Linked DNA regions of Rattus norvegicus: region 1 is linked to region 2. The links are chromatin contacts, called in public Hi-C maps. All regions are on one chromosome and are shown on one strand. The core of a region is the stretch at or near the end of the contact, and the rest is flanking DNA. Distances in the headings are between cores, read along the strand shown. Region 1 holds the start of LOC102553046. Region 2 holds the start of C1h11orf86 (similar to human chromosome 11 open reading frame 86).

Evidence for each region. A called contact is a pair of places that touch in the nucleus more often than the background predicts.
Region 1: a contact with region 2 is called in a Hi-C map of kidney, with 4 times the contacts expected there. The contact joins the promoter of LOC102553046 here to the promoter of C1h11orf86 in region 2.

The regions. Positions count from the first base shown.
Region 1 is chr1:211,448,678-211,453,316 of GRCr8, forward strand. It overlaps LOC102553046, which reads right to left and starts at 3,175. Exons shown (of 2, transcript XM_039101326.2): 1 at 3,012-3,175. Sptbn2 (spectrin, beta, non-erythrocytic 2) reads left to right here. Exons shown (of 37, transcript NM_019167.2): 8 at 824-936; 9 at 1,059-1,246; 10 at 3,172-3,289; 11 at 3,852-4,010; 12 at 4,307-4,609.
Region 2 is chr1:211,213,643-211,218,782 of GRCr8, forward strand. It overlaps C1h11orf86 (similar to human chromosome 11 open reading frame 86), which reads right to left and starts at 1,697. Exons shown (of 2, transcript NM_001109521.1): 1 at 1,362-1,697; 2 at 1-665. The coding sequence starts at 1,634. The coding sequence ends at 567. It also overlaps the pseudogene Slc25a5-ps10.

The sequences.
Region 1 (4,639 bases), core at 1,925-4,424, 240 kb after region 2:
TATACCCATGGCTGGACTTTGGGAGCCAGATCTGTCCCTGCTGTGCTGCACCCAGCCAGACTCAGGAGGCTTAGCTTACAATGGCTGTCCCAATGTCCCTCAACCCACTAACTCTTTAGACATTTCTCTAGCCTAGGGGTCCGTGATCCACCACCTGGGAGTGGTATTGTATTCTTTGCTTGCTTTTCGTTATAAACAGCCAGCTTTACTGTATGTTAAGTATTCTGGGTAAAATGTCACCTGGGCTTTTCTCCCTCCCCCTCCCCTCTGCTTAGCAGGCCCTTACCATATCCAAGAGGCATTTGGAATGATTCAGTTGTTACTTGGCTCTAAAGCACAGGTTCTCAACCTGTGGGTTCGACCCTTTCACAGGGGTCGCAAATCTGATATCCCTCATATCAGATAAGCACATTATGATTCATAGCAGCAATGAAAATAATTTTATGGTTGGAGATCACCGTAACCTGAGGAACTGCATTTCGTTTTCGCATTTCAAGACAAGGTTTCTCTGTGTGGCTCTGGCTGTCCTGGAACTCATTCTGTAGATTAGGCTGGCCTCAAACTCAGATAACTGCCTGCCTCTGCCTCCTGAGTGCTGGGATTAAAGGTGTGGCTAACACTGCCCAGTGTGAGGAACTGCCCAGTGTGTGTATCAAAGAATATTAGGAAGGTTGAGAACCACTGCTCTAAAGGTATCTGAAAAGATGGGTCAGCTCTGGAGGGCTGGGGGCCCTTGGCATGAGGTGAGTGGGTCAGGTTTTGGGCTACTTCTGGAAGGGAGGCAGGTGTGTGATGTCCGCCTCACCCAGGTCCTTTTCCTCAGATGTGAACGTAGACCAACCCGATGAGAAGTCCATCATCACCTACGTGGCCACTTACTACCACTACTTCTCGAAGATGAAGGCCCTGGCTGTGGAAGGCAAAAGGATTGGCAAGGTACCTGTGAGACAGCGGCGTAGGGCCAGAGGAGGCCTGGTGTAGGGCTTACTCCTAAAATGGGACTGGGCAGAGCCATCGCCCTGGGTGAGTTACCCACCTGCCTGGCTCCTGTCCCACAGGTCCTGGACCATGCCATGGAGGCAGAACACCTGGTAGAGAAATATGAGTCCCTGGCCTCTGAACTGCTGCAGTGGATCGAGCAAACGATTGTGACCCTCAATGACCGACAGCTGGCCAACTCCCTGAGTGGCGTCCAGAACCAGCTGCAGTCTTTCAATTCCTACCGCACGGTGGAGAAGCCACCCAAGTAGGTGTCCCCTGGGCCCCACCCTGCCAGAGCATGCCTGCCCAGAGCTGTGCTCACTTGAGAGAAAGCCTAAATGAGGGCAGCTTTTTGGGAGGGACACTTGGTAGCGCAGAAGTGCAGCCAAGGCTTAAGTTTCCCTCCTCTCAAAGTGCTGGAAGCATCCAAGCAGCATGCTTGTTCCAAAACACATTTTCTAATGACTAGCCATTTTCCAAAAGCATGCCATGGAAGAATGATTGCCGTGGCGTGTCGAGTCAGTGAAACCCATCAGATAAAGATTACTGGTTGTGAGCCAGCCACTGTGGCTGCACCTGCGAATTCCAGCACTTGGGAGTCTGAGGCAGGAAGATTTTGCTGTGAGTTCTGAGGCCAGCCATAGTGAGTGCCAACCTGGGCATCGGAGAAAGTTCTGCAGAGGGGGTGGAGATGAGGGTGGGGGATATAGACAGACAGACAGACAGACAGACAGACAGACAGACAGACATATAGACAAGCTGGGGCCATGCAACAGTGTAGTGTCAGTGTAGGAATAGACAGGACTGGACCTGATAGGCAAGTCAGCAGCTAGTAGTATATGGTGTGGCCGACAGCGTGAGCACCACAAAGATAATTAGATAATTGTTTCTTCATGTATAAGATGGCTGTTAGCAATGCTATATAGTACAGGCAAGGGCGTGCGTGAGTGTGTGTGCATGCCTGTGCGCGTGTGCTTGTGTGTTTGCATTTGTGTGTCTTTTGCCTGGAAAATACTCTTCGGGGCATCCAGCAAAGATGAAATCTCAAGGACACTCTAACATGACCTTTGTAATGTAGGAAAAATAAGTCATGTTCACGCAGCAACCAACAGAAGATAGTAGCCCCCAAATGACAGGAAAAGGTTGCCACAGTCGAAGAAGTAGGCTACAAGCTCTTCACAAGCCACAGCAAAGTTATAAGAATCCAAGTTTAAAGTCCCTGAGTTCAAATCCTGGCTCTGCCACCCTACTGTTGTGAGGTGGAGAACTTGTAGAGCTTGTTCGTCTTTAGTTTCCTCCTCTGGAAAACAGAGGAGAGAACAGAGACTGTGATGGGAAGTTACCATGTGCAAAGTGCTGAGAAGGGGCGAGAGCCAAGGCCCTGGTCACGGCCACTCTGTTGGTCACTGAGCTCTGGTTACTGTAGCTCCCTGTAGTGCTTGAATGGAAACAACAGCCACCGTTTCCATAGAGCTTTTGGCTACTTTAAAATGATGTTCCTGCTGAGCATGGAGTTGAGGCTTATGGTCCAGACTACGCAGAAAGCTGAGACAGGAGGGTCACAAGCTCAAGTTCAAAGCCAACCTGGGTAACTTAGTGAGACCTTTGATGAGACAGAAAGTTCCCTTAAAGAGGTGCAGATGTACTCAGTGGTAGAGCATGTGCTTAGCATGCATGAGGCCCTGACCTGTAGTTAGTGAGTGAGTAAGTAGTGGATGGATGGATGGATGGATGGATGGATGGATGGATGGATGGATGGACAGACAGATAGATAATGTTCTTAAGCCAAGCATAGTGATGCTAACCTAAACTTAAACCTCTAAAGGTTGAGGCAGGGGGATTATGAGTTGAAGGCTAGCCTGGGCTACCTAGCAAGACCTCTGCCCCCAAAAGAAAGAGAAGCAAAGTGTGGGTGGGACACAATTTTAATCCCAGCCCTCAGAGGGAAGCACATTTATGAGATCAGGGCCAGCCTGGTCTACATAGTTACAAAAACAAAAACAAAAAAGAAGCGTGTCCTTTTGGCTTACCTGCTAGTGTTTGGTTTTTTTTCGCTTTCACACGAAAAGCTTGTATTGCCTCCATGAGAAGAAAAGCAGCATGGATATTCTGTGCCATAGAGTTGAGGCTTCGGGTCCCCTGTAGTCTTTGCCTCTGATCCCTCTGATCTCAACTCGACTTCTTCTGCAGGTTCACAGAGAAAGGGAACTTGGAGGTGTTGCTCTTCACCATCCAGAGTAAGCTGCGGGCCAACAACCAGAAAGTCTACACACCACGCGAAGGCCGGCTCATCTCGGACATCAACAAGGTCCATGCCTCCCTTAATTTAACATCCACAGATGGCCATGTTTGGCTTGTGTACTTCTCATGCCTCTCGTGACCTGGGGCCTTCTTGACCTCCACCAAGCCCTTGCCCTGCTGCCCACACGCCCAGACCTGACTCTGCTATCCTCTCATATGATTGTGGTCTCTTTCCCCCTCGCTCTCCATACAGAGCCACAACATAAATCAGGCTTTTGTTCAACATGCCCCGTTTCACTGTCTCTACCTCTGTTTTTACAAACAGAACTGTAAAACCAAAGCAGGGAAACTAAGGTTTGCCCACAGAGTCCAACCTCTGTAGACAAATCAGACATTTTCCATAGATGACCTCATACCTTGTCCAGAAGCAAACAGTTATTATGTGGCTTCACGATGCGCCCGGAACCTCTCCCTATTCAGGCACAGGTGCCTCGGCGAGGCCATTCCGTGGATCTGCTAGACCCAGCTTCTGTGACACTGAACTGGGTCCAGCAGGTCTATGTTTCTATAGCACAGCCTTCTGACCTCTACCCCGGTCCCATTGTACTAATCCAATTTCTACCTCACAGGCCTGGGAGCGGCTAGAGAAAGCCGAACATGAGCGAGAGCTGGCCCTGCGCACGGAGCTGATCCGCCAGGAGAAGCTGGAGCAACTGGCTGCTCGCTTCGACCGCAAGGCTGCCATGCGGGAGACCTGGCTCAGTGAGAACCAGCGCCTCGTCTCCCAGGTAGGACTCACATTTCAGACACACCCAGGCTGGTAGGGAGAGAGACAGGACCAGGGAAGTGTTCCCGCAGAGTGGCAAGAGGATAAAACAGTTCTGTCATGCAGGAAACTCAGGATCTGTGGGCCCAAGGCTTGCCCAGGAGAAAAGAGAGCAAGGCAGGATGAGGAGATAGAGAGGGGACAGAAAGCCACTACTTAAAGTTGGCTCTGGCAGTCAGTGTGCGCTGGGGAATAGACAGAGCAAGCAGAGGCCCTGTCCCTTGGCTCTCAACACTCCCCTCCCCTCCTCTGTCACAGGACAACTTTGGCCTGGAGCTGGCAGCAGTGGAGGCAGCAGTGCGGAAGCATGAAGCCATTGAGACAGACATTGTGGCCTACAGCGGCCGGGTGCAAGCGGTGGACGCCGTAGCCGCAGAACTGGCCGCTGAGCACTACCATGACATTAAGCGCATTGCGGCGCGGCAGAACAACGTGGCCCGGCTCTGGGACTTCTTACGAGAGATGGTGGCCGCCCGCCGTGAGCGGCTCCTTCTCAACCTGGAGCTGCAGAAGGTGTTTCAGGACCTGCTCTACCTCATGGACTGGATGGCAGAGATGAAGGTAGCAGTGGCTGACTCAGCTGGGCAGGAG
Region 2 (5,140 bases), core at 447-2,946:
CCAAAGGCATCGAGATGCATGTTTGGGCTTCCCAGGCATACAGCACCCACACCGAGGACAGTCCAGACATGGTCCTAGCCTTTGAAGGCTCACAGTCTATGAGGGAGGCCCAAGTCTTGGCCAGTCACTAGCAGCTGCCCAGAAAGGCAGGTGGAACTTGGTCCTAGACCAGGTGATATTTACGAAGTTCTCAGCCTTTCTTTGGCTTCACTGAACCCCGACCTGGAAGTGGGTGGCTGGTCTGTGTGGGGTCAGGGGGTCAAAGTTGCTGCTCTCATTCCAGTTTAGATCCTCAAGGTCTTCATAAACCCAGGAGTCATTAAACCCAAAAGGCAGAGAGCCAAGCATCTTCTCCTCAGGCCTGCAGAGGTCTTGGCTAAGAGATAGGGGCCAGAACCAAGAAGGGCAGCCACATGGGACCTTGGATGATCTGGTGACAGAGGCCTCCTTGGGTCATAAGACAAAGTTCGAAGGCTGGAGCAGTTCAGAGTCCAGGAAAGCCATGTAGAGGCAGACGAGGAGACACAAGAGTGCAGCCTGTGGAGTGAGGGGCAGTCACAGCAGCTCTAGCTGTTGGTGTCCAACAAGGCCTCTGGGGAGGCTGGTTGACTCAGGGTGACACTGGGAAAGCTGGCAACAAAGCTCCTCCACCTTCTTTTCACCTGCTGGAAGACCAAAGTAGGGAAAACATCATAGTAGTGGCTTCAAGTGGTGTTCCACTCATAGCCACCAGGTGGGGCTAGAGCCATGAAAGAGAAGCTAAACTCCTGGGGGAGGGGAGACCCTTCCCCATGGAAGGCAGGGCCAGGATGTGTGGGAGAATCTCCTCTTCTTCCCTGGTGAGAGGTAAGGACGGTAACTTGCCAGAAGTTGCATTGGCCAATCTCCCTGCCTCCTGCCCCTGCTCTAGTCACCCTTGCAACACAGGATTACATTAATCATCTTAATACAGCTCTGAAAGGCTTGTGTGGTAATGTATGCCTGTACTCCCAGCACTCAGTACAGAGTAGGATCAAGAGTTACTAGCAAGTGCAAGACCCTGGGTTCGGTCCCCAGCTCCGAAAAAAAGAAAAAGAAAAAAAAAAGTTACAGGCCACTCTGGACTACTTAGTGAGACCCCATCTCAAAACAGCCACAGCTCTCACCATATTACACCCAGGTTCCATTAGCCCACTCTCCTCCAACCTTCAGTGAATCCCCAGTGCCCACAGGGGGAAAAAATCACAACTGCTTTTAGTCAAATGCACTCAATCCCTGGGCATTTTGCTTGGCTTCCCTCAGGTCAGCTGTGCTCTTAACCTTTTGCTGCCCCAAGTCCCCATCCTTCCCCGCGAAACCGATAATTCAATTTGAAGCCGCACCTGTTGGTATTGTCTCAGCCACCGTCGACTCCCTCCTCTCTGGGTTTGGATCAGCTGTTCTGTGTCTCCTAGGGTCCCTGGCAGCCGCTCCTGGACAGAGACTTCCAGCCCTTCCGAGCCATTGGGGCCCTGGGACCTGGACTTTTCACGGCCCTGTCTGAGGCTCAGTGCCCGGCGGAGTCGGCCCTCCAGAGATCTCCCGTGGGACTCATGGAGCCTCCCATAGCAGGGCCGGGGTTCTCGAAAGGACTGACTGCGCAGGCTGGTCCCCATGGTTCTAGAAGCTAGCACTGGTCTGTAAGCCACTAGTTTTGTGAGAGGGCCTGGTGCCTTCACTCATATGACGGGACATCACCTGAGGGCAAAGGTCAGTGTTGCTGAGGTGGCCGTCATAAACCAAAGGGCAGGCCACAAAGGCTAAACATCTCTGAGTCATTTCCCCATTAACTCCTCACCCTATGGGGCTATATAGCCCAGGCTGGCTTCCAGCTCAGGATCCTTCCGAATGCTGAACTGGCTCCGATTGTCTTTCCTTCTCCCCTCAGAAGCCTTCTCTGATCACTCCACCTGGAGACTTGACTGGCCTCCTCTGGACTTGGTCTTGGCTGGCCATGCCACTCACCTCATTGGCAAAGATTACTTCCACAACAGAAGAGGGAACAGAACAGTTTCAATCTAGAACAGTCAAGATCATAAATACCAGAGTGAAATTGGGTAAGGCAGGGCCAGACAGTGGACAGTAGTTGTTTTAATGGCTCCAGACTTTCATTTTTACAAGGTGAAACGCACTCTGGAGGTCAGTGGCACACACCCAAAACCATGACCTGCAGGGAGGGGCTGGGGAGATGGTTCATTCATAAAGTGCTTGCTACACAGGATGTGAGTTTGGTTCCCTGGTGGCCCTGGGAAAAGGTGAATGTGCAGCACACATCTGTCACCTCAGGCCCAGGGAGAGACAGGAAACTCCCTGGGTTTTGCAGTCCCTGTTTGAGCTGCACTGGTGAGTTCCTGGTTCAGTGAGAGACGCTATCTCAAAAAATAAGGTGAAGGTTATCGGTATGGTTGAGTGGGTCCAGGCACTGCCAGGCCTTACAACCTGAGTTTGATCCTTGGGATTCACCAACCTGGCTCCTACACGTTGTCCTCTCTCCACCACACATGCTTCAAGAATACACAAACAAACAGATGTAATTTGAAAATGTAAAAAGGTGAGGCCAGGTGAGGTGGCTCATGTCTTTTATCTCAGTGCTCATGTCAGGGGATCTCTGTGACTTTTAGGTCAGGCTGGTCTACACAGTTAGTTCCTCTCTCAAAAACCAAAAAAAGAAAAGAAAAAAAGAAGAAGAAGAAGAAGAAGAAGAAGAAGAAGAAGAAGAAGAAGAAGAAGAAGAAGAAGAAGAAGAAGAAGAAGAAGAAGAAAATAAAGATAATGACAGAGGAAGATACCTGATGTCAACTTCTGGCCTACACACACACACACACACACACACACACACACACACACACACCCTTCACATACCCCATACAGAGACACAGAGCAAAAAAAAATGGCCCACAGTAAATATTATTTCAGTGCCAGACTTTTGTTTTGTTTTAGACAGGGTCTTATGTTGCCCAGATGGGCCTCACTATGTGGCAGAGGTTAATCTTGAACTCCTGATCTCTGCCCTCCTCCACCTTCTGAATTCTTGGGTTACAAGTATGGGTCACTATGCCTTGTGTAGTTAGTGCTGGGAACAGAACACGGATCCTCACGCACGCTTGGCAAGCACTGTACCAAGTATGCTTCATCCTCAGCCTGGCGAGGTGTGTGTGTGTGAGAAACCAGGACAGGGCCAGGGGAGGTGTCAGGAGAACTGAATATTTCCAGCTTTAGCTTTGCCCTCAATATTCTAGCAAAGCACATGGTTAAGAGCTCAGGCCCTAGGGACCACTGCCTTCTAAGTAGACTGCCATTTCATTGCTTCAAGCTCTGTGACCTTGGGTTACATCCTTCTGTCTTTGGTCCCCTCCATGTAAGAGTGACAAAGGACTCAGGCTAAAGCCAGGCAGGCAACCTTTAGCGGATATCTTTAGCCCCAGCACTCAGGAGGCAAGAGCAAGCAGATCTCTGTGGGTTTGAAGTCAGCTGGGTCTACAAGTCCAGGACAGGGTTGTTATACAGAAAAACCTTGTCTCAGAACACAAAACAAGCAAGCAAACAACAACAAGAACTCAGGCCACTGTGTGACTTAACTAGGGTGCAGAGGTTCTCAGGCCACTGTGTGACTTAACTAGGGTGCAGAGGGTCTCAGGCCACTGTGTGACTTAACTAGGGTGCAGAGGGTCTCAGGCCACTGTGTGACTTAACTAGGGTGCAGAGGGTCTCAGGCCACTGTGTGACTTAACTAGGGTGCAGAGGGTCTTGGATGCATGTTCAAAGCAAGTCGATGACATCTATTCTTGTGTGTGAACACTTCTCTTGTAAGTTTCCTCATCTATAAAATGGGTTGGATGGGAAAAATGGTATGAACATGGAGTGAGGCTACCCACAGCAGAACGAGACTGGGAAAAGGGGGGTCTGGGCCAGCAGATTCTTTAGAATTATATAACTTGAAGACCAAGGGGCGTCCACATACCTGGAACAGGCCCAGTTTTGGATTTACCTGTTACCCTGAGCATTTGTTATCAGTGTCCACATTTCTGGGGCTAGAAAGCTGGTTCACTGGGTAAAGGCCTTTATCACTAGCCTGGGGTGCTCCTGAGAGTTGTCCTGTGACCTTTACATTCATACCACAGCTGGCCTATACACACCCATACACACACACACACACACACACACACACACACACACACACACACACACCAAATAATGTAACTTAATTTTTTAAAGAAACCCACATTTCCAATTTAAAATTATTTTGGTTTTGGATACTTTTATTTCTTCCATTTTTTTCTTTTTTTTCCTTTTTCTTTTTTTCAGAGCTGGGGACCGATCCCAGGGCCTTGCGTTTGCTAGGCAAGCGCTCTACCACTGAGCTAAATCCCCAACCCCTCTTCCATTTTTTATTATCAGGAGTGACTGAAATAAAAAATATAATTGAGTCCCATCATTATTGTCATTATGGAAATGGCTTTAAGAGAAAACTAGTGAGATGAATATTATTGCTTCCCACTTTTCAACTGGTAAATAGTTGCCACTGATAAGACAGACAAGCCCAGAGAATCTGTCCAGAATGTTCAAGAATATGGTCTATTATACAACATGCCCGTTCTCGGGGAGAACACCTAGGACATAATTATGTGTACTTCTTGATCTCACCATACAAGACAAGCACAAAGGCACCACCCACGCCTCTGAGAATGTTGGACCATGCACCCTTGAAAAAAGTCTTGCTTCCTTCGTCTCGAGCGATCTTCCGCCAGCAGTCAAGCGTGCCTGTATACACGATATCAGTTTCTTTGTGTCCAGACTGCATCATCATATAACGGCAAACCGTGTCAAAGGGATAGGAAGTCAGGACAGCAACAGCAGTGACAGACTGCAATCATCCAGCTGATGAAGATGTTTGTATTCTTGGGATATGGGAGCATTCCCTTTGCAGTGTCATAGATCCCAAAGTAGGCAGCTCGGTAGATGATAATGCCCTGTACTGACATATTAAAGCCTTGGTACAGGCCCTTAATCCCATCAGATTTGTAGATCTTTTTTTTTTTTTTTAACGCTTTTTTTTTTTTTTTTTTTGGAGCTGGGGACCGAACCCAGGGCCTTGCGCTTCCTAGGTAAGCGCTCTACCACT